Linked DNA regions of Muntiacus reevesi: region 1 is linked to region 2. The links are chromatin contacts, called in public Hi-C maps. All regions are on one chromosome and are shown on one strand. Each heading gives the region's core, a stretch centred on a gene start, on an enhancer-like site or on the middle of the called end of the contact. The rest is flanking DNA. Distances are from core to core; before and after follow the strand shown.

Evidence for each region. A called contact is a pair of places that touch in the nucleus more often than the background predicts.
Region 1: a contact with region 2 is called in a Hi-C map of muscle, with 4 times the contacts expected there. The contact joins the promoter of NUCB2 here to the promoter of RPS13 in region 2. A contact is called at or near these places in 2 of 3 Hi-C or Micro-C datasets (blood and muscle).

The regions. Positions count from the first base shown.
Region 1 is chr9:56,831,225-56,836,841 of mMunRee1.1, forward strand. It overlaps NUCB2 (nucleobindin 2), which reads left to right and starts at 3,758. Exons shown (of 17, transcript XM_065944393.1): 1 at 3,758-3,894.
Region 2 is chr9:56,631,997-56,637,481 of mMunRee1.1, forward strand. It overlaps RPS13 (ribosomal protein S13), which reads right to left and starts at 2,140. Exons shown (of 6, transcript XM_065944202.1): 1 at 2,041-2,140; 2 at 1,846-1,894; 3 at 1,598-1,676; 4 at 473-642; 5 at 48-148. The coding sequence starts at 2,063. LOC136176171 (small nucleolar RNA SNORD14) reads right to left here and starts at 887; the gene lies at 798-887.

The sequences.
Region 1 (5,617 bases), core at 2,508-5,007, 200 kb after region 2:
TACAAAGCCTTTACACTCCCCAAAACCTGTTCCAACAGATCCTCCCTTGGTTGCTCCCTTTCCTGGGACCACTGGTACTTATCATTCTATTCCTCTTATTTGGATCCTGTCTCTTCAATCTCTTTCAAAGGTTTCTCCAAGAACTGATTCGGGCCATCTCTCGAGACCAGGTCAAGACTGTTCTTCTTTTCAAGAGCCTCATCCCAAGCTCAGGAAAAGGAGACCCTGGGCCCAAAACCGTCACCCTTATCGAGCAGGTAGCAGCCAGAGAGATACGGCACTCTTTTTCCCATTTTTTATGATTTCAGGGTCTGGAATGAAGGAGTCTTTGGGCCTAGAAAAGAAAACAACAGTGTCAAAGGCCCTTGCTGAATCATCTAACTTCAGAGAAAACAAAACTGAACTTTAGGTCCCGCCCTGATGCTCCAGGCTGTATCTATCTGAGACTTATCACCCCCTGCCCAGAAGACTTATCACCCCCACCCCCACCGCCCAACTACAAATGCCTTCGCAACTAAAGAATACCCAAAACGTCCCGCCTGACTAACGTTTCCCTTATCGCTTCCACAAACCTCCCTTTAAATATGAAGCCTCCCTGATCCCTCTTGCTCTCAGCCTGGCCTTTAGGCCGACTGTTGCCCCGCTTTGCATGAATAAAGGTAACCTACTTCCGTTGAGGTCATCTCTCCTTCTTTTCTGCCTCAGCCCAAATTATACCTTACAGGCAGTTGGGTAATTTGGCCCAAAGGCCATAGTTTGCTGACCACTGACCTAGACCATATAAAACTACAAAGTCTTGGTGCCCATGTAGAGTGTACTATTGTTTTCTTCTTTCAGATTACTTACTGTCTCTTGTAAGTATTACTGCCTCCCTCTCTTCCATTCTAAACACAATGAAGAACGTGGCCAGGTTATATCCTGTGGGACCCTAGAAAAAGTGAGAAGGGGAAAGTAGAAGTATTGAAAAGCCAGAATCCCCCTGACACCTTTTTGGTTTTTTTTTTTTCCTGGAGGACCCAGAGTATGGGGGTAGGCTTCACATCAGCTGGTTCTCTGGAGTTGTTTCCCTTTCATTTTCTCCTGGCCTCTAGTAAACTCATTTTGAGCTTTTCACCTGAGTCAAGAAAAATCATGCAATGATATTTTATCCTTGCTTAGACCAGGTTGAGCAATAGCCCCCTGATGGCAGTGGCAGGGTTAATCATAAAGGAGTTCAGAGGTAACAGGTTGGAGGCTTGTAGGGGTGGAGGAGCAGAGAAGTAATGTCTATGAGCATCTCTTCTCTAACAGTTTACATACATCATTTGAACCCTTATAGTAAGTTCACTATTATGATCCCAGGTTACAGATAGAGAAACTGATATCAGTATTTTATCCAACATTAATATATGGGCTATGGACTTACTATTTGCCAAGCACCCCTTTGCTTTACAAATATGAACTCATTTAATCCTCACATGTTTATGAAGTGGGAACTATTATTGCCTCCATGTTATAAATAAGGAAGCTATGCTATGGACAGAGGTTAAGTTACTTGGCAGAGAACACTCAGGTAATAAAGATAGAACCGGGTTTTTAATTCAGGCAGGGTTGGGACCTAGTTTTGACTCCAAAACCTTGTTTTCGTCTTTGAACAGTGCAGTAATGTGTTCTTCTGTCCTCCTCCCCATCAGGAGATTTTCCATTAGTGCTAAAGCCTGAAGTTTGGAGTTTTAACTAATAAATAAAGTAACATTTCCTTATAAGCCCCTCAGCCCACAGTTCCAGGGTTCATGATTAACATTCTTATTTTTCTCTATCACAAAATCACCTTTACTAGTATAGATGCTGTTGCCTGCTTTACAGGCACATGACATACTGAAATATCTTCCTTAGTGATCTCTCCTAATCCTGAATCTTGCTGTTTCGTCTCTGTTTGCCCTGTCTTCCTGTTTTCTTCTTCCTTCACCTCAGAATACTGCGGAGAATATTGCTGACATCTCAGTCACCCAGCTATGGTTCTTTCTTTTTTCATTGTGGTGTTGGACTAATCCAATTTCTTATTTTCCACTGGGTTACTAGATAATAATAATAAATAATATTTATCTTGATAATAGTGTAGAAAATTACCGTATCTTTCAGGGCTTCTCCTTAAAGGGTTTAATTCAAATGTTAGGGCTTAGATCAAGCACAGTGTATTTGGCCCTGGGGCAGATAATGGGTAATAAAAATGTGGAAGATACTTCCTGCTTTTGATGTATTTACAATTTAGTATTTTCCTCAGGGATGGGATGTGGCTTGTCTCCTAATCTAACACTAACATTGGTTACTAGTGATATATTAATATTATCAATACCCTCACATTAGTATTTATATTTTTCAGATAGACATTTAGTGTTCCTACACCATAACTTCTTGAACATCTTTTCTTACTCTAGTGCTTTCATTCTTCAATCTGTCCATCAGAACTGGGTATGATTATTTTCCTTACATTTGCCTCTGCTATTAAACCTTCAGTGGAGGCAGTCACAACATTCTAGGACTTTCATGACAGTAAGGGAGATAGTTTGAGATTTTAAGAAAAGGGACAAGCATTTCCTCCTGAACCTTAAAAAAAGCGGAACTTCTAGGCATTGTTCTACGTGTACAGATGAGAGTTGTGTAAGAAAAGAGATGGCTGGTCTTGGAATCTAGAGAGCTGAATTACAGTCGTGGCTCAGCCACTCACATGAGACGGACTAACATTTATCGAGCATTTACTATGTGCCCGTCACTTTTCTATTTACTTATGCTGTAAAGAGGAGGATACTATTATTATTCTCATTTTACAGACCAGGAAAGTGAGGCACAGAGCGCTTAAGTAACTCGCGGCGAGTCAAAGAATTGGTTTCATGTGGGCAGTTGGGCTCCAAATAGGTGATTTCGCTACTACCCTGTATTATTTCCTGATTAAAAGCAGCTAACATTACTAACATATGCAGCAGGTTCTCTACTGGTTTTCTGGAATCTTATCTAATCTTCACTAACAACTCTGAGATAAACACCATTTTCACAAGCAAGAGAACAGCTTCAGAGAAAGATGCCATTACTTAGCAGACTCAATCAAAAGCAGCCTCGAGGCTCCAAAAGTTTCTCTAATCCTCGAGCCACGAGTATCTTTGAGGATCAGTTTCCCCATCTTTAAAATGATGGGTGTGGAACAGATGTCTCAGTTCTACAAGAAGGAGGGTGAGGAGAAAAGAAAGATACCGCACATGGGTGTGAGAGAAGGTGAAACAAAAAGAAATCAAGCCACAGTGGCCCACGGCATAACAAAACCGGGGTAGGTGAGGTTACAAATACGGGTAAGATTCCCGCCATGGAGGAGGCCCGGGGTGTTAGACCCAAAGGAGGCCTGCGGGCGACAACCGCCCGACCCTCTGTCTCTGACCAGGCTGGGCGCTGCCAGCGCGCACTGGCGGCCGAGGGGTAGGAGACACCTGTTTTTTTTGTCCCAGTCCCGGGTAAGCACCTCACCCACCCAAATCCTGCTCCACAGGATTCTCCATGAAAGCCCTAGAAGGAAGGGGCGCGGCTTCCTAGTCCGCACCGCAGAGCGCCACGTCCCTCTTGGCTCACCCTCCTCGAGGCTCCTACGCCTTAGAGCTCCACACCGCCCGCCCCCTAGCCCTCCGGCGCGGCCTGGTCTCCGCCCTAGCCAATCGGCGCCTTCCACTCCCCCGGTGGGACCAATCAGCGGCTGCCGGGAACCCGGGCTGTCGCCATGGCAATAAGGAGGCGGGAGCGCGCCGTGGGTAGAAGTACAGTGCAGAGCCGGCGGCTGGGGGCTTTAGAGGCCAGCCTGTTCCCTGCAAGCGTTCAGCAGGCGGAGCCTCGCGCTTGGAGACCCGGCTTCGTAAAACTGGCGGCCTCGAGGTGGGTGAGGATCGGGAGGCTGGGGCGGGTCCTGAGATAAAGCTCAGTTCTTCGCCTGCCCTGCCCCAGCAGTGAGGATGGTGGGAGCTCCACCATGGACGGGCACCGTGGGGAGTAGGTTCCAGCTCTAGCTGGAGGCGCGGGGTCCCCTTCTCCGTTCCACTCTCTGCGGGGCACCGGTGCTTCCTTTGGGGTCTATCAAGGGGCAGGCTCTTGGCGAAGAGCAGGCGAGGGGCGGTAAGTGCAGGACCGAGTCCCAGGGTGGACTCCAGCCTGGCCTTGGCAGGGCGATGGGCGAGGGAGGTGCTCACTGGTGAAGAGAGTACACCTACCACTTCCAGGCTGATGCTTACCACATCCCGCGACACCGAGCTAAGCTAGGCCGGTGAATCCTGCTCTTCTCCCGGTTCTGTTAAGCCGGCTGCCGCTGACATCAGGAGAGGAGAAAGTTCGTGCCAGTTGTGGTATTGTCTTCTCTAAGTGACAAATCTTTAGATGTGAGATGGTGGTATGGAGTTTGAGAAAGACGGTACTGTCTTGTTGCACCTGCTAATGATAACTGAGTGACTAAATGTGCTTATTGTTGTGGTTGGTTCTGGGCAGTGGTTTTGGATGACAGTTATTTTTATAAAGTCAAGCAAGAGAGGAAATATGAACTTGAACCATTGAACCATTCTCGTTTCTTGGAGACAGAAACCTCTTGAAAGTCTCAAAGTGTCTACTAAACTGCTAAACTGGATCTGTCCATATACACAATTGAATAAGAATGGTGCCATCTAAGCCTTTTATTAAAGCTATTAAATCCATGGGTGAATATGAACACCAAACTATGTATTACTTTGGTTAGAAAAGGGAGGAGGAGGGAGAAGAGAGGTTAAATGCAATTATATCTGATTGTCAATTTTGTTTGAAGGAAATTGTGGACTTTCCTTATAAGAACTGAATTGATGAGATGGTTCCTTTAAGGAATGGATGAAAAGTAATATGATTAGTGGTATAAGATTTGGATCGGGTAGCTTATAGTGGTTTTTTGTTTTTTGGTTTTTTTTTTGGCAGCCTACTTAAATTACTTAAGATCCTCCCTCATAAATTTGATTGAATAGTGTGAGACTGTCTTCAGATTCTTATCTTGTTCCTCATAGATAGTGCCTTGGATTCATTCAGATTTAAGCCAAGTTGTATTTCTTGTTTTATAAAATTTGAAAACTAAGTTCAACAAATGTTGAACAAACAGATATTTGAACAATTCTTCCTCAGTTAGTAGAGTCCCAAGTTTAAGAAAAACATAGAAATTTAGAATTAGAAATGAAATATCAAATAATATCCCTCTTGTTACTAGGGTGAACATAGGAACTTCTGTTTCTCATCTTGGTCTTGAAACTCCCCATGATCTGCTCCAGCTTTCCAAGATGAGTGAGAAATTCGTTTGTCTCCTTGTAGTTGTCCATGTTGTTCTCCATCTATTCTAGTTTTATCTGCTTTGCAAGGGTGGAGTCCATGTTGCGTTTACATTATCTCTGATTTCCTGAGGGTATTTATTGTTTATACCACACATTTTGTATATACCCTTTCAGTATGCTTTTTGCTAAGTTGATTTGTGCTCTGTAAATGCCAGTTAAAATAACTTGCACAATTAAGGTGATAAAGGTACTCTTCAAAACAGTGGCTATTGATTATGGGCACTAATATAGAGTATAGGTAGCATGCTCGATACCAGTGTCAT
Region 2 (5,485 bases), core at 890-3,389:
ACTTGGCCAACTCCTCTTTTTGTTAACAAAAAGGGTTGATAACTTACTATTTCCAGTTGGGGGGCAGGACTCGTTTGGTCTTGTAGTATCTAGCCAACCGGTGAATACGGCTCTCAATCAGAATCAGACGGAATTTAGCATCTTTATCCTAAAAATAAAATTGACAGAATTCAGAATAACCACTTAAAACTAAACATCATTTTTACAGAAGAATGTATAGACACCATGCACATTAATGAAAAATTGCTTAGTGTTGTTTATAGAACCAGAGCCTAGGGTTTGTGTGGCTAGATTAGGTCCTTCAGGGAATTTAGGGAACTAACCCTAACCCCCCCCACCCCCAAAATCTCTTCTGGTGAAACTTTCATTTCAAAGCAAACACTGTGATTTGTTTGTGCCCCTTGGATAATTCCAATCAGAGGCACTATATTTCACTGATATGAATTTAGTACAAGCATTCTCATCCTCTTACCTTTCTGTTCCGCTCAAGATGCTTTCGAACTGCAACGGCTTTCTTAATTAAATGATAGAGATCCTCGGGCAGGTCAGGAGCAAGTCCTTTGGACTTAAGAATTCTCAAGATTTTGTTGCCTGTCACAAAACGTACTTGTGCAACACCATGAGAGTCTCTCAGGATCACACCTGGAAAGGGAGTAATATAAATTCCCACACCAAACATACAAACTGGAGCATGTGATGTCAAGACTGAAATCAAGTCACTTTCCAAGTTTCCTATCTGTAAAACACAGCTTACTTTTTATACATCAGACACCGACGACAGAATGCACAAGCAAAGCTCACTCAGACATCCAAGGAAGGTTTACCCAACACTAAGGAAAACCTTTCTGGTGGAAACTGCGAATGTTGGAAGACCATCATCATAGTGAGCTTGCTAGATTACAGGCCACCAAAAAAAATCAAGGAGTCTTCAAAACAGCATCATCTGACTACCTGACAGTCTCTCTCTCTCTCTCTATATATATACACACACACCTCTTATTATGTATAACATCTCCACTAGACCATAAGCTCAATAGAAGGCTATGGTGCTTTTTTACAATGACTGTATTCTGAAGATCGGGGATCACACAGCTGGCAAACATTTGCAGAATGAAGCCATTTGCACAAACTCACACACAGCTGAGGTTCAAACCACATCTGTGAGAAAGCAGTGAACACTCAGAGCAGCCAGTCCCAGCTCCTCCACTAACAGCTGTGTGATCTGAGGCTTGTTTATACAGCTGCAACGTGCCTCAGTTCCCCCAACTTCGGGAAAACGTCTAGTATTTATTTGAAACTATGGCTGTCAGAATTAACCTAAGTCAAAAAGTGGAAAGCGCTTAAAACCACACACCTAAGAGAGTGCTCAGCCCAAAGAAAATACTCATTAAACTTTGGAGCGCATTTTAATTATTTTACCGTCTTCCAAATAAGAGCTTGAGAGTTCAGCAAAGGAAGCCTGGGCCTCGGTCAACCGTAAAGTCAGGAAAACGAGCAGAAAATTTTCAAAACACATGTGAGACATTTAGCCCCAGTGTTTTTCAGCACGTTACACGCGGTCAGGCGGAAGGGGGTACATTATAACAGACGCACTCACCGATCTGAGAGGGAGTCAGGCCTTTCTTGGCCAGTTTGTAGATCTGCTCCTTCACGTCATCAGAAGTGAGCTTCAGCCACTGTTCGCGGGAGAGAAAGCGGCCTTAGACGAGAAATCGGGGATTGAACCGAAGCGCAGCGGCCTTCTCCACCCTCAAAACCACGCTCATGCACACGTGGTCCCCATCTTCCAAGCAAATGATGGCACCCCCCCTCCAGGCCTCTGCTCGGTACCCGCACGCTACTTACGGTGGGGACGCTGCGGCGGTAGGGCAGAGCCGATTGGGACAAGCCCTTCCTGGAGAAAAAAGCAATATCGGGGTGAGGAAGCAAGCCCCGCCACAGCAACCCCAAACCTTACCCCCTCGACCCGCTGCCTACACTTCTTCCTTTCCCTCCACTCCTAGGCTCAGCCTTGCAACCCGCTCATAAACCCTAGCTCACCCGGGAGCGTGCATGCGACCCATGATGGCGGCGGTGTGGTAGCAAAAGGAGAGAGAGGGTGGGAGAGCCGCAGGAAGCCACCCTCCACGCAGGAAGTTGCCTCACACGTCCTGGCTTCCGCCCCTGCAGGAGGCGGAGCTTCGCTGCGTACTTCCCGGCGTCCTCGTGACTACATATCCCAAAATGCACTTCGACGTGGACTACACTTCCCGGCAGGCACCGGTGTTTGAGTCCGCACTAGGCTGGCGCGGGAAAAAGGATCCGCCTCCAATTTGGGCAGTTGAATCTAGTTGAGTCTCCGGAGATGCTGCTTAGCCGGGATGCTGCGGGAGCACATAGAACTGCAGGAGTTCCCCGGCCTTGGGCAAGGTGGTTATCTGCGTCCCGTGGCCCAGCGAGTTTAGGCGCCAATGTTCATCCATACACTATTGCTCATCCAGTCAGCAGCGTCCAGCCTTGTCTTGACACTAGCTACCTCTGTCCCTCCCCTTAAAATATTCACAAGGGAGAATTCCCTGGCCGCTAGTGGTTATGATACTTGCCCTCACTGCCTAAGGCCTCAGTTGGATACCTGGTCAGGGAACCAAGATCCACCAAGTCTGCAGGGCATGGCCAAAATTAAAAAAAAAAAAAAAAGCTTTAATAAACTTACAATAGCATGACGATAAGGGTTACCCCTAGCCAACTGGTAAGATTTCTTATCTCTAATTGTAATCTTTCAGGGGAGGGGTGCCTGACTACAAGGCACCCCTTGTCTGGTCCTGACCTCTATGTCATTTCACAGTCATTTTACATTTTTTTAAAAATCTCGTACATAATTCCGTCCTCTGCTTTCCCTGTTGGTAACCAAAGTTTGTTTTATATATGTTAGTCAGTTTTATAAGTTCCTTTGTACTTTTTTTAGGTTCCATATATAAGTCAGTTCAGTCGCTCAGTCATGTCAGACTCTTTTGCGACCCCGAGGACTGCAGTACACCAGGCTTCCCTGTCCATTACCATCTCTGGGAGTTTGTTTGAACTCATGTCCATTGAGTTGGTGATGCCATCCAGCCACCTCAACCTCTGTCGTCCCCTTCTCCTGCCTTCAATCTTTCCCAGCATCAGGGTCTTTTCAAATGAGTCTGTTCTTCGCATCAGGTGGCCAAATTATTGAAGCTTCAGCTTCAGCATCAGTCCTTCTAATGAATATTCAGGAGTGATTTCCTTTAGGATGGACTGGTTGGATCTCCTTGCAGTCCAAGGGATTCTCAAGAGTCTTCTCCAACACCACAGTTAAAAAGTATGATTTCTGGGGGCGGTGCTAAGATGGTGGAGGAATAGGACAGGAAGACCACTTTCTCCCCTACAAATTCATTGAAAGAACATTTGAACGCTGAGCAAATTCCACAGAACAACTTCTGAATGCTGGCAGAGGACATCAGGAACCCAGAAAAAGCATCAGTTCTTCAGTGCAACTCTCACATCCATGCATGACTACTGTAAAAACCATAGCTTTGACTAGACGGACCTTTGTTGGCAAAGTAATGTAGTATTTATCTGTCTATAATCTTTAGGTCCATTCGTGTTGCTGAAATGTCATTATTTTATTCTTTTAATGGCTGAGTAATACACACTGGGGCTTCCCTGGTGGTTCAAGCAGTAAAAAGTCAGCCTGCAATGTGGGAGACATGAGCTCAATCCCTGGGTTAGGAAGATCCCTTGGAGAAGAGAATGGCTACCCACTCCAGTATTCTTGCCTGGAGACTTCCATGTACAGAGGAATCTGGCGGGCCTTGGTCCATTGGATCACAAGGTTGGACACAACTGAGCTAGGATGTACACAGCATCTTCCTTATCCATTCATCTGTTGATGGACACTTAGGTTGCAGCCCTGTCTTGCCTCCTGTAAATAGTACCACTCTGGAAAAGGTCAGTTTTCATTTGAATCCCAAAGAAAGGCAATGCCAAAGAATGTTCCAGCTACCATACAGTTGTGCTCATTTTATGTGCTAGCAAGGTAATGCTCAAAATCTTTCAAGCAGTACAGGAACTGAGAGCTTTCAGATGTACAAGCTAGATTTAGAAAAGGTAGAGGAACCAGGGATCAAATTGCCAATATCACAACTTCCATAGGATCATAGAAAAAGGGAATTCCAGAAAAACATTTACTTCTGCTTAAATGACTATTCTAAAGTTTTTGACTGTGTGACTTACAACAGGAAAATTCTGAAAAAGATGGAAATACCACACCACCTCACATATCTCTCGAGAAACCTGTATGCAGGTCAAGAAGCAACAGTTAGAACCGGACGTTAACAACGGACTGGTTCAAAACTGGGAAAGGAATACGTCAAGAGTGTATACTATCACTCTGTTTATTTAACTTATATGTAGAGTACATCTTGTGAAATGCAGGGTTGAATGAAAGATTTCCTGGAGATATATCAACAACCTCAGATATGCAGATAATACCACTCTAGTGCAGAAAGCTAGAAGGAACTAGAGTGAAAGAGGAGAGTGAAAAAGCTGGCTTAAAACTCAACATTCAAATAATTTACGATCATGGCATCTGGTTCCATCACTTCATGGCAAATAGATGGGGGAAAAGTGGAAACAGTGACAGATTTTATTTTCTTGGGCTCCAAAATCATTGCGAACAGTAACTGCAGCCAGGAAATTAAAAGACGCTAAAGAAAAACTCTGACAAACCTAGACAGTGTATTAAAAAGTAAAGACATCACTTTGCTGACAAAGATTCATATAGTCAAAGCTATAGTTTTTCCAGTAGTCCTGGACAGATGAGAGTGGGACAATTAAGAAGGCTGAGTTTCTTTAATTGTGGTGAAGAACTGATGCTTTTTGATTGTGGTGCTGGAGAAGACTCTTGAGTCACTTGGACTGGAGGGAGGTGAAACCAGTCCATCAAAAAGGAAATCAGTGCTGAATATTAATAGAAAGGACTGATGCTGAAGCTGAAGCTCTGGGACTTAGGTCATCTGATGAGAAGAATGGACTCATTGGAAAAGACCCTGATGCTGGGAGGGATTGGGGGCAGGAGGAGAAGGGGACGACAGAGGATGAGATGGGTGGATGGCATCACCGACTAGATGGACATGAGTTTGAGTAAACTCCGGGAGTTGGTGATGGACAGGGAGGCCTGGCATGCTGCGATTCATGGGGTCGCAAAGAGTCGGACATGACTGAGTGACTGAACTGAACTGAATTATTAGTTAGTTTTCATTCCAATCCCAAAGAAAGACAATGCCAAAGAATGCTCAAACTACCACACAATTGCACTCATCTCACACATTAGTAAAGTAATGCTCAAAATTCTCCAAGCCAGGCTTCAGGAATATGTGAACTGTGAACTTCCAGACGTTCAAGCTGGTTTTAGAAAAGGCAGAGGAACCGGAGACCAAATTGCCAACATCCGCTGGATCATCGAAAAAGCAAGGGAGTTCCAGAA